Linked DNA regions of Pan troglodytes: region 2 is linked to region 1. Evidence: chromatin contacts called from public Hi-C data. All regions are on one chromosome and are shown on one strand. Each heading gives the region's core, a stretch centred on a gene start, on an enhancer-like site or on the middle of the called end of the contact. The rest is flanking DNA. Distances are from core to core; before and after follow the strand shown.

Region 1 (5,624 bases), core at 1,158-3,657:
GTGGAAATATCCAAGGGACAGCTGGATAAATACTTCTGGAAACCAGCAGAGCTTTTGGATTAGGAAGCCATAGGTACATAGGTGGTAAATGAAGCCGAAGAGTAGAACAGTGGTTCCTGGGGAAATTCCGCATCCCCCTCCCCAGCAAAGAAACATTTGGCAATATCTGGAGACATTTTTGATGATCACAATGTAGATGGGGAGGAGGCTACCGCTGACATTTTGTGGGTAGAGGCCAAGGATGCTACTAAACTTCCTACAATGTGCAGTACAGCCACCTCCCCCCTCCCAAATGAAGAGAAAATTATCTGGCCCCAAATGTCCTAAGTGTTGGGGGTGAGAAAACCTGGAGTTCAGGGGAGTGTTGAGTGTGAGAAGAAGGATTAGGATGGAGCCCCAGAGAGCTCCAGACATTTAAAGGATGGGCAAAGAACAGGCACTTGAGGAGACCAAAAGGAGTCACCAGAGAGAAGCCACTGAATGAGGCAACTTCCTGAGCCTTGTTAAATAAATGTAAGGCATGGAAAGAATGGACTGAATGCTGAAGTAGGGTGTTCTAGAATCACAGCCTCCCTGGAGGTCCCGAAGAGGAGGGACAGTTGACAGGTTTTCCTGATGCATCCTTCTCTGCTGCTCCCTGTCTGTCCAACCACCAGAGACACTACCAATGGGCCGAGTGGGGCAGGCACAGAGCTTTAGGAAGAAGGGCTCTTCATTTCCTCTTACCTTTTCTTAAAGGGCATGCCTCAGAGAACATCAGGGGAGCCCATAAGACTTTGTGACTTGGTACTTACATAGTTAAACAGATGCAGCAGGTTCAAACTGGCTGCAGAAATTTGAGCCCTCTCCGAGTTTGCCCTGCTCAGATTCATAGGAAAAGTGTAGGGTAGTTCAGCTCTTTCTCTTGCTCCCCAGGTAGGAACTCCAGCTGAAAATCTTTTTCACTCAGTGAAGGGTTTAGACTCATTGGAGTTTACTGCTAGAAATGGCTTGAGATGTCATCTGGGCTTTCCTCCTCATGTGATATTTTACTAGCCTGGCTTGGCATCTTTGGAGGTGGAGACTGGTTCTATAGGAACTAGATTACCTTTCTAGAGTGGCTTGGCAGTGTAAGAACACCCTGGGCTTCCCCTAAATAAGAACCAGACTCTTTGGATGAATCCTGAAATGTATTTGTCTCATTTATCCTTTTCACTTACTACGTTTAATTCATGTTCCCTAAAAAATAAGATAATGCATTTAAAGTTCTTAGCTTCATACCTTGATCATTGTAAATTCCCAATAGATGTCACTTGTGCTTGTTGTTTCCTCAGCTGTTTTAATCCTTAGTCTTTAGTTTTAATCCTCAGTTAAAACTAAACTAATTGTGTAGGTTTAAGCTTTGGAGAGAAAAACCATGTGCCTTAAATTCAAGTTAAACTATGTTTTTAAAGATTAACATTCAGAAAACATGTTTCCATATTGCTGATGCCCTAATAAATAGCATATACCAGAAGTCTTACCACCTGAAGATTGATATACATCAATCTCATATAAATAAAGCCTCCCTTTTCTGTAGATAGCTGAGCCAGCAATTGGACTACCTCTTCCTAAAGCAAGTAAGATAAAAGAGAAAGCAAAACATACATACTTGCATCCCATAGTACACAGCTTCTTACTCAACTCAAGCAACAGTCTCTGAGCACATCAAAAATCAAGATTTTAGGCTGCTGAGGTGGAAATCCTTTGGCATGAAGGATCAGAGCAGGGGAGACCTTTCAGATTGTGGTGCCCAATGTTTTCTCCTGGGTTCCACTAATGCTGCAGAGGGGAACAGGGAGTTAGAAGGAAGAGGAAATGTTAGAAGACATTTCTCAAGCTGGAAGATGCTAGCACACCTTCCCCCAGTTCTGTTAACTTCCTGGAGCAGAAACAAACCAAGTGTTATACTGGAAAAATTTCGGCCCAAACTGTCTACTAGCAACAACAACAACAAACCACACTCCACACAACTAAGCGTGGAGTGGGAGTGATTTATACAATGTGACCCTCCTGTTCTGACATTCACTGCACTCTCGCCTGCCTTGCAGGACATTGTCCCAACTGTCCTCAGCGCTCCTCATGCCCCCTACAGGAGAAAGCAAATATATTTCAGAATTAGAGGGCAGCAGAAGCTCCTATTTTCCCCCAACTCTATACTTGGAAAAACTCTAAGGCAGAGGGAGCAAAGTTCAGTTTTCAGCCAGAGTGTCTTTCTCTCTCTTGAAATTCTCTCCCGCACCCTCTTGTATCCGGTGTCGAAAACAACTGCCAGAGGTTCTTTTTCTTGGTCCGAAGAAAAAAGACTGGCCAGACTAAAAAGGAGGGACTTTAGGGGGAAAGCAGGCTTCCAGCCCTGGGCTGCGGCCCAGAGGGGATGATGTCACCGCTTCTGCACCGACGGGCCTGGGGGTGGGGCGGCCGAGGGGGAGCCCGCGCCGCTGCTGCAGCTGCCAAGGGAGCGTTCCGAGCCCACGTCAGGGGAGGTGTCGGGATAAATAGGATCCCGCAATGGCCGTGGCTGGCTGCGCTCCGAGCTGCGGAGTCCGGGACTGGAGCTGCCCGGGCGGGTTCGCGCCCCGAAGGCTGAGAGCTGGCGCTGCTCGTGCCCTGTGTGCCAGACGGCGGAGCTCCGCGGCCGGACCCCGCGGCCCCGCTTTGCTGCCGACTGGAGTTTGGGGGAAGAAACTCTCCTGCGCCCCAGAGGATTTCTTCCTCGGCGAAGGGACAGCGAAAGATGAGGGTGGCAGGAAGAGAAGGGCGCTTTCTGTCTGCCGGGGTCGCAGCGCGAGAGGGCAGTGCCATGTTCCTCTCCATCCTAGTGGCTCTGTGCCTGTGGCTGCACCTGGCGCTGGGCGTGCGCGGCGCGCCCTGCGAGGCGGTGCGCATCCCTATGTGCCGGCACATGCCCTGGAACATCACGCGGATGCCCAACCACCTGCACCACAGCACGCAGGAGAACGCCATCCTGGCCATCGAGCAGTACGAGGAGCTGGTGGACGTGAACTGCAGCGCCGTGCTGCGCTTCTTCCTCTGTGCCATGTACGCGCCCATTTGCACCCTGGAGTTCCTGCACGACCCTATCAAGCCGTGCAAGTCGGTGTGCCAACGCGCGCGCGACGACTGCGAGCCCCTCATGAAGATGTACAACCACAGCTGGCCCGAAAGCCTGGCCTGCGACGAGCTGCCTGTCTATGACCGTGGCGTGTGCATCTCGCCTGAAGCCATCGTCACGGACCTCCCGGAGGGTGAGGCCGTAGGAAGGATGGAGGGAGGCGAGGAGGCGCCCGGGGCTGTGGCTGCCAATTGAGAACTGGGCGGCCACACCTAAGGCTGCCAGGGGCGTCTGAGGCTTGTAGGAGGTGGGAAAGAATGGGGGAAACATTTTCTTCAGAAAAAGTCTGGTTTCTCCCATAGGAATTTTAGGAGCTAGCGGAGAGCACTGCACCCCATAAAGAAAAAAAAAAAAAAGATTTTGCTTACAAAGGGAGCCTTCGATGATGTTTGCATTTATAGTAATAACAGAAATGATAATAGCAGTAAACAGGTGTTGCTAGGTGTCTGAGCAAGTGTTAAACACATTACACGTTATTCACTCATTTAATGCCCAAAATAATCTCACCAGGCAGGTGCCAATACTCGTTCCATTTAGCGCTACTTCTTAAAAAGTTTTTTTTCTGAAAAAGCAGTAATGGTCATTGCTTCCCACCAGGAGTGAGATTTGTAATTGCAGTTTCCCTGGAAAATTGTGAGGTCTGTTTCATAGTCATTGACCCGGAGCCAACTACTGTGGCATTTTAGTTAACCCCATCTCTGCTTCCACCTCCTTCTTTTTTCTTTGGTCATTTGACTGCTTTTCTAAAAAGAAGGAGAGGTTTAAATTCACTTCTTGAAATGAAACCTAGGAATATTTTTGCATTCTTTTATCCAGGCTTTATCTGACCCAGGTTACCCCACATTTAAACAGACTATGATATTGCTGTGCTGGAATCTCTGAAGTTATACCCCAGAGCATTGCTCTAAACATGAAGGAGGAGTGGTTAAGTGAACAGGGTAAATGGAAACTCCTCTCTAATTTAGAGTTTTAGGAAAGAAAACATATTTATTGTTTAAATTATATAAATAATAGAGGGTTATACTTGGTTTTGGTTATATACCTGTGAACTGTTTCTGCACTCCAAGATATGAGGTAGGGATTTGGAAATATTTTGGTTATTTTGATTGACATAAACTGTTAACTTGGAAAATCAACATTTAAATATGACTTTGGGAGAGAGTGATGTGATTTATCCAGTTTGGTTGTATATACCAGTGAGGTTAAATGGATATACATTCACATCGATTTGTGCTTGGATAGGCAAATATTCCCCCAGAGGATTTCTTTCCTAAGACCTGGATATCATTATGAAAGGAGAAGTCAACAATCACATGCCGTTTTTACCATATATAAATATTTTTTGTTTTGTTTTCTTTTTTTGAGATGGAGCCTCACTCTGTTGCCCAGGCTGGAGTGCAATGGCACAATCTCAGCTCACTGCAACCTTCGCCTCTCGGGTTCAAGCGATTCTCCTGCCTCAGCCTCTAGAGTAGCTGGGATTACAGGCATCCACCACCATGCCTGGCTAATTTTTGTGTTTTTAGTAGAGATGGGGTTTCACCATATTGGCCAGACTGGTCTCAAACTCCTGACCTCAGGTGATCTGCCCTCCTCGGCTTCCCAAACTGCTGGGATTACAGGTGTGAGCCACTTCGCCTGGCCCATTTTTACCATTAAATACTATTATTTTGCAATACTGTTTTAGTTTATATCTTCAGAGGGCTCTTTATACCAGCTTGGTGAACAGACCAAATCACCAACCACGCCCATGTGGCCCTGTTTGTGTTTCAGATGTTAAGTGGATAGACATCACACCAGACATGATGGTACAGGAAAGGCCTCTTGATGTTGACTGTAAACGCCTAAGCCCCGGTGAGTTCTTTCTTCGTGGATGTTCCCTCTACTTCTCCTCTCCAGAGTGATTTCTGTTCTCTTTCCAACTTTCTGCCTCTTCTGCCTTTTTTAGATCGGTGCAAGTGTAAAAAGGTGAAGCCAACTTTGGCAACATATCTCAGCAAAAACTACAGCTATGGTAAGTCATCTGTTAAAGCCATTTACTTTTGAGACTTGGTTCATTACAAAGCTGGAATCTCAATAAGGTCACTCTCACTAAAGCTAGTCACAAATTTAAGAAAACAAAAGGTTGACTATTTTTCCAGTTGATCATGTGAATTCTATTAATATATGGCACAATAACAACTGCAAAATGTCTTGCTTTTCTGGATAAATCAAGTGCAAACAAAGGAAGTGACCCAGGTGATAACAATTACATGCATCAGATTGAAAATTTGACATCTTGATCCTCCTTGTCTTGGTGAGAAGTGCTTATCAGCCCTGATGGCACACCCCACCTGTTCTCTTCCTGAGGTTTTACTGCTGCAGGAAGAATGGGAGAATGATCCATGGATCTGATTATCTGAGAGTCAGAGAATTAAGGCCCATAGGCCCAGACAATTAAGATCTGCCTGCATATCCTTTTACTTGTGACTAGCTACAAATATTTAACATC
Region 2 (5,624 bases), core at 1,710-4,209, 420 kb before region 1:
TCTTATTGGTTTGTAAGAATTAATATACCTCATTTTAGAGATATTGATCCTTTATCAAATGTATTGAAAATATTTCTCGTGGTTTGCTATTATTTTCAGCACCTTTTGGTGAACTGAACTTTGTGTATTACTTTTAATAAAACCTATCAATTTTTCTGAGGGGTCTATTTTGATGTTAGGATCAGAGAGGCAAATCTCACAATATGTGTGCAATTCATCATGGTTAAAGTCTAATGATTTTCTGTTTTCAGTTTTATTACAAGAAAATCTCCATTTGTAGCTGGCAACATAGTAACTTAAGAAGATTTGTTTCTGGCCGGGTGCAGTGGCTCACGCCTGTAATCCCAGCACTTTGGGAGGCTGAGGTGGGTGAATCACGAGATCAGGAGATCCAGACTATCCTGGGTAACACGGTGAAACCCCATCTCTACGAAAAATATAAAAAATTAGCTGGGCATGTTGGCGGGTGCCTGTAGTCCCAGCTACTCAGAAGGCTGAGGCAGGAGAATGGCGTGAACCCGGGAGGCGGAGCTTGCAGTGAGCCGAGATTGTGCCACCGCACTCCAGCCTGGGGGACAGAGAGAGACTCCGTCTCAAAAAAAAAAAAAAAAAATTGTTTCCATATGGTAAGTCAATTCCCAAAAGAGAACTTATTACATCATCCAGTAGTTTCTCAAGGATATTAACGTACAACTTTATCATGTGATAAAATATTACATACACATGGCTCTCTTTCTGGACTTTCCAGTGTGTTCCATGAATCTTTTCATTCTAGTGCCAGTATTGCCGTCTCTTCAGCACTGTAGCTGTATAGTTCTTTTGACATTACAGTGGAGTTACTTTCCTTTATTGCTTTTTTGTTTTAAGGGTGTTCTATGCATTGCAATGTAATGGCAAATCTCTCCCTTCTAATTTTTAAACCGTGAGACATTGGTCCCAGCAAGGATTTTCCAGGCTTCAAGGCACCTGAGCTTCCCTCCTTCACAGTGACCCCAAGAACTCAGCTTTCAGAGCTGCTCCTGCGGCAGCCTCATGTCCTCCACGTGTGCTCCAGAGGCAGAGGGAGACCAACCAGAGCCCCTCCCTTTCTCATTCCCAGCTGTGATGACAGCAGAAACTGAATTCTCTGAGCTAGGCCAATACCACAACCAAGAGGGATGTTGTTCTACATCTTATTAGGAATATTTTAAACATGTATCTAAACATATTTGTTATAGAGGAGGTGAATATCTGTGTATACACTACTGAATGTTCCCAATTATTTTATTCTACTTGTTTTATCACCCATATCTTCATCTATGAATCCAGGTGCACTGCAGATATTAGCCTGCTTTCCAAGGGTACAGTTGCCAAATAAAATATGCAATACCCAGGTAAATTGGAAGTTCAGATAAATAACAAATAAGTTTTGAGTTCAAGTAGGTACCACATATTGCATATGGCACTGCACCCTGTACTTTTTTTTTTCTTTTTTTGAGACGGAGTCTCACTCTGTTGTCCAGGCTGGAGTGCAATGGCACAATCTCGGCTCACTGCAAGCTCCACCTCCCGGGTTCACAACATTCTCCTGCCTCAGCCTCCTGAGTAGCTGGGACTACAGGTGCCCACCCCCACAACCGGCTAATTTTTTTGTATTTTTAGTAGAGACAGGGTTTCATCGTGTTAGCCAGGATGGTCTCGATCTCCTGACCTCGTGATCTGCCCACCTCGGCCTCCCAAAGTGCTAGGAATACAGGCGTGAGCCAATCTCACACTCCTACTTGATGTGGCCTTTTTACTTGAGAATGAACAGAAATCCTCTAACAAAGAGGTTACAAACACAAGGTCACACACACCCCCTCCCGACCTGCACACACCCATTTACCATTGAGGAGAGTCCATGGCCGACCAACATACCTGATTCTCACTCCTGTTGAGAGGAGAGGCCAGCTGGGCTTCCTGGGTCGAGTAGGGGCTCAGCAAGCTGTGAAACGCACTCATTTCCTGCATCACGACTTACTTCGGTCCTGGATGAATAATATTGAAGATATATGCTTAAAATATTCCGAACACCAGGATTTGTGCATGTGTTTTCTTCCCCATGAAAGCTATGAACAGCGAAAATTTTCCTGTAAGTTTCCCTGTGTTCTCTCTCCCTCTCTTCCTTCCCGCTGCCCCAAAACTAAAGTAAAATAACGTTAACTGCCCGTTTTTCTGTAACCAGCAGAACTTATCTATATTCCCAATTCCAATTCCTTGTAAACATACTTTGTAAAGTCCTGTAAGATCCTGTCTCCTTTGCCATGACGCTGCAAGGTCATAAAGTAGATAAAACCTAAGTTGCAATTCCGGTTTTCCTCAAGATCTAAGACATGTTACAAATGGTTAATTGCCTTTGTTTCTCGCTTTGGTAACATCTTCCCGCCTCAGGTATTTCCCGCCTTAAAGAGTTTAAAAGGCAATCCTATAATCTAACTCTGGCTACCCATTCTGGACCCCTTCCATGCTGTGCAAGCTTTGTATTTTCACTCTGCTCAATAAAGCCTGCAGCTTTTTCTCTCTCTCGGTCCGTGTTTCTATCACTCGCTGCGGTCAGCCACCACACCAATTCTATGGCGTGGCTAGGCAAGAACCTTAGGTGTTACACTGTTAATAAAGCAGGTTCAGGCCTTCTCAGAGTGGCCCTGGGTATTTGCCTCCAAGTGTCCTTGCGAATGTGAAAAGGAAAGCAGTTGAAAGACCAAATCAAGCTTCCTGACAGGACAAGGCCCTGGAAGCAGCATCAACTGCTGAAACTCTGAAGGGCAGGGTGTGAGCCTTCTGTGGACTGCCCCGTCCTATGGCCCTGGCCAGCTGGCGCCAGGGTCAGCTTCCCCCACATCTGCACTCCCTCTGCTGGAGGCCTGAGCTCTCCATGCCCCTGGCTCTCTTCTGCAGAGGGCCTGCTCTCTGCTGCCACAAGATGGCGCTGGAGAAGGGGCCTGAGCAGAGAGGCAGGAGCTCCTCTGCAGGTCCTCCCAGACACCACCCCTCTGGGAGGAAGGCTGGGGAGTCCCCTAAGACAGATCCTCCATCACTTCTCCCTGCCTGTGACTCAGGAAGACCAGCTCCTCCTACTGCCTTCTGTGCTAGGGAACACTTCCTGTTTGAGTGGGACCTGAGTTTTGAAAGCGTCTTCTGCTCCTCTTCATCTGGTCCCTTTCCTTCCAAGACCCCAGAGAGGAAGGCATGCGGTGGGCCCCAGCCCTGCTTCTAGCTTTCCTGCCTCTTGGTAAGTGTGCTGCCTACAGAGAGGCTGATGGGTTTTATTTTGTTCTGTTTTGTTTTCTCATTTTGCAAGGGGTGCCGTTCTAAGGAGTTCCTCATTATATTTTGTGCTGTTCCCATTGCAGCCAGTCAGAAATCTTCCAACTTGCAAGGGAGAAGGAAGTCAGTCACCAGGTCAGCTGGGTCATCTGCTGTAATCACTTGTGATCTTACTGTAATAAATACCTTCTACATCCACTGGTACCTGCACCAGGCGGGGAAGGCCCCACAGCATCTTCCATACTATGACCCCTACTACTCCAGGGTTGTGTTGGAATCAAGAATCAGTAGAGGAAAGTATTTTACTTATGCAAGCATGACGAGGAGCTGGAAATTGATACTGCAAAATCTAATTGAAAATGATTCTGGATCTATTACTGTGCCACCTGGGACAGGCACAGTGATTCACACCTGCCCTACACCACACTGAAAATCTGCCTTGTGACTGCTTCTGGTACACAAGATAGACCAGCCCCCTCTCATTTGTTGCCACCGAATTTACTGTATTCTGTACAAAGAGAAACACAGCATAATTCCTGATCTCTCCCCTAATATCACACTCTCCTGGCAGCAGCTGCACCCTGTTCCCCACCCTCCCACAGGACTTTCCTGAAGACAAGCTGTCATCTTCAGGCCTCAGCCAAGCAGCCTGGCTGAGAGCAAGACTCTCTCAGCTCTCCGAGGACATGGGGGAGGCCCACTCACTCTGCTTCCTAGGACGGACAGGTACACCTAGGGTCCAACTGTGAAGCGAGATATTTTGGACAGCAAATGGGAAGGATATTTATACTGAATGATATATCTAGAGATCACAGCTGAGAGTGTTGCTTATTCTTTATGTCTATAACAATATAAGCAATAGTATAATTACCACTAAAACACTAAGCCTAGGTATGCAGTTGAACATTGTCTCCCTCTGCTTTCCTTTTTGTCTCTCTCTCTACTTTCTTGGTTACTTGCTATTTTTCTACACATCCCTTTTTCGGCCCTCCCTTCCCTCCCTCCCTAGCTCCCTCCCTAGCTTGCCTGCCTGCCTGCCTGCCTTCCTTCCTTCCTTCCTTCCTTCCTTCCTTTCTTCCTTCCTTCCTTTCTTTCTTCCTCCCTCTCTCCTTCCCTTCCTTACTTCCTTCCTTTCTTCCTCCCTCCCTCTCTTACTTCCTTCTTTTTTTCCTTTCTTCCTTTTCTCTCTCTTTCTTTCTTTTTTGGGCACACAATCAGAATACAGAATCATTCTCTATATGTTCATGCCAACTTTGATACAGCTAGTTTATTCGTTCAGTTTTCATTTTTATATTTTGGAAATCTGTTGTATTATTTTGATTTGTATATGTAAAACCTTTACGTGGAACTGAAGTCAAAATTATAAAACAAGATCAATTTAGAGATTTTAGCTTCCATTCTAGAATTCTCTTTTCTGTGTCTCACCCTATAGGTAACAATATCTTTATTAGTTCAGTTGAACTTTTTCACTTTTTCTTATTATTCAGAAGTCTATCACTATTACAGAAATACGTCTTTTGCTTGTCATATGTGCAGCATGCATTATTTCTATTTGAATGGCATATTTATGTTTTTGTTCTGATATTCTGTTTTTATACATTTCAATCAATCTTTTAGTTTCTGGTGTCTGGATTTTGTGTCCTACTTGGAAAGGTGAACATACTTCAGAAGTATGCATAAAGAAATTAATATCATTTCATTAATATTTTATTCATTTATTACTTGATATGATCTATCTGGAATTTTTATACAATAATTACTATAGCAATAATAATAATATGATAAATATGGGTACTGACTTTCTGGTAGTTACTGTACTAAGCACATTACATGTATATTTTATTTAATCTTCACAGAAACCTTATCAACGGGTTTAAGTAACATTGAATATAGCAGATGAGAAAGTGAGGGGTTAACTAACATTCCCTAAGTCATATAGTTTAATTTGATAGCAATTGCAATCCCAGCTCTGGGGTTCAGAAAATGAGATTTGTTCATTCAATTTGCATTTTCTTATCTTTATGAATACTAGCATTATTTTACAATTTTATAGGCCATTTATACTTCTTCTTTTGTGAATTGCCTTTTCATACTGTTTGCCTATCCTTCTGTTGGGGTATTAACTTTTTCTTATTTGTTTGTAAGAATTAATATACACCATTTTCAAGATATTGATCCTTTATCAAATGTGTTGAAAATATTTCTCATCATTTGCTATTATTTATTTTCAGCACCTTTGGTGAACTGAACTTTGTATATTACTTTTAATAAAATCTATCAATTTTTCTAGGGTCTGTATTATGATGTCAGGCTCAGAGAGACCAATGTCACCTACAATT

What was found. Hi-C and Micro-C count contacts between places; a contact is called where the count stands out from the background.
Region 2: a Hi-C map of induced pluripotent stem cells shows a contact between it and region 1, with 1.7 times the contacts expected there. The contact joins the enhancer-like site here to the promoter of SFRP4 in region 1. A contact is called at or near these places in 3 of 7 Hi-C or Micro-C datasets (blood, induced pluripotent stem cells and stem cell-derived neural progenitor cells).

The regions. Positions count from the first base shown.
Region 1 is chr6:43,696,151-43,701,774 of NHGRI_mPanTro3-v2.0_pri, reverse strand. SFRP4 (secreted frizzled related protein 4) reads left to right here and starts at 2,407. Exons shown (of 6, transcript XM_519048.9): 1 at 2,407-3,266; 2 at 4,907-4,987; 3 at 5,082-5,147. The coding sequence starts at 2,756.
Region 2 is chr6:44,115,411-44,121,034 of NHGRI_mPanTro3-v2.0_pri, reverse strand. LOC104007162 (a long non-coding RNA gene) reads right to left here. Exons shown (of 6, transcript XR_001719201.4): 3 at 1,897-2,006. It also overlaps the pseudogene LOC107975765. Among named protein-coding and RNA genes, the nearest start is that of STARD3NL, 170 kb to the right of the region's middle. Within about 2 kb of position 2,959, at least 4 of the 24 cell types and tissues checked have an H3K27ac peak or open chromatin away from gene starts, as enhancers often do. A contact at or near this core is called in induced pluripotent stem cells, where this site is marked.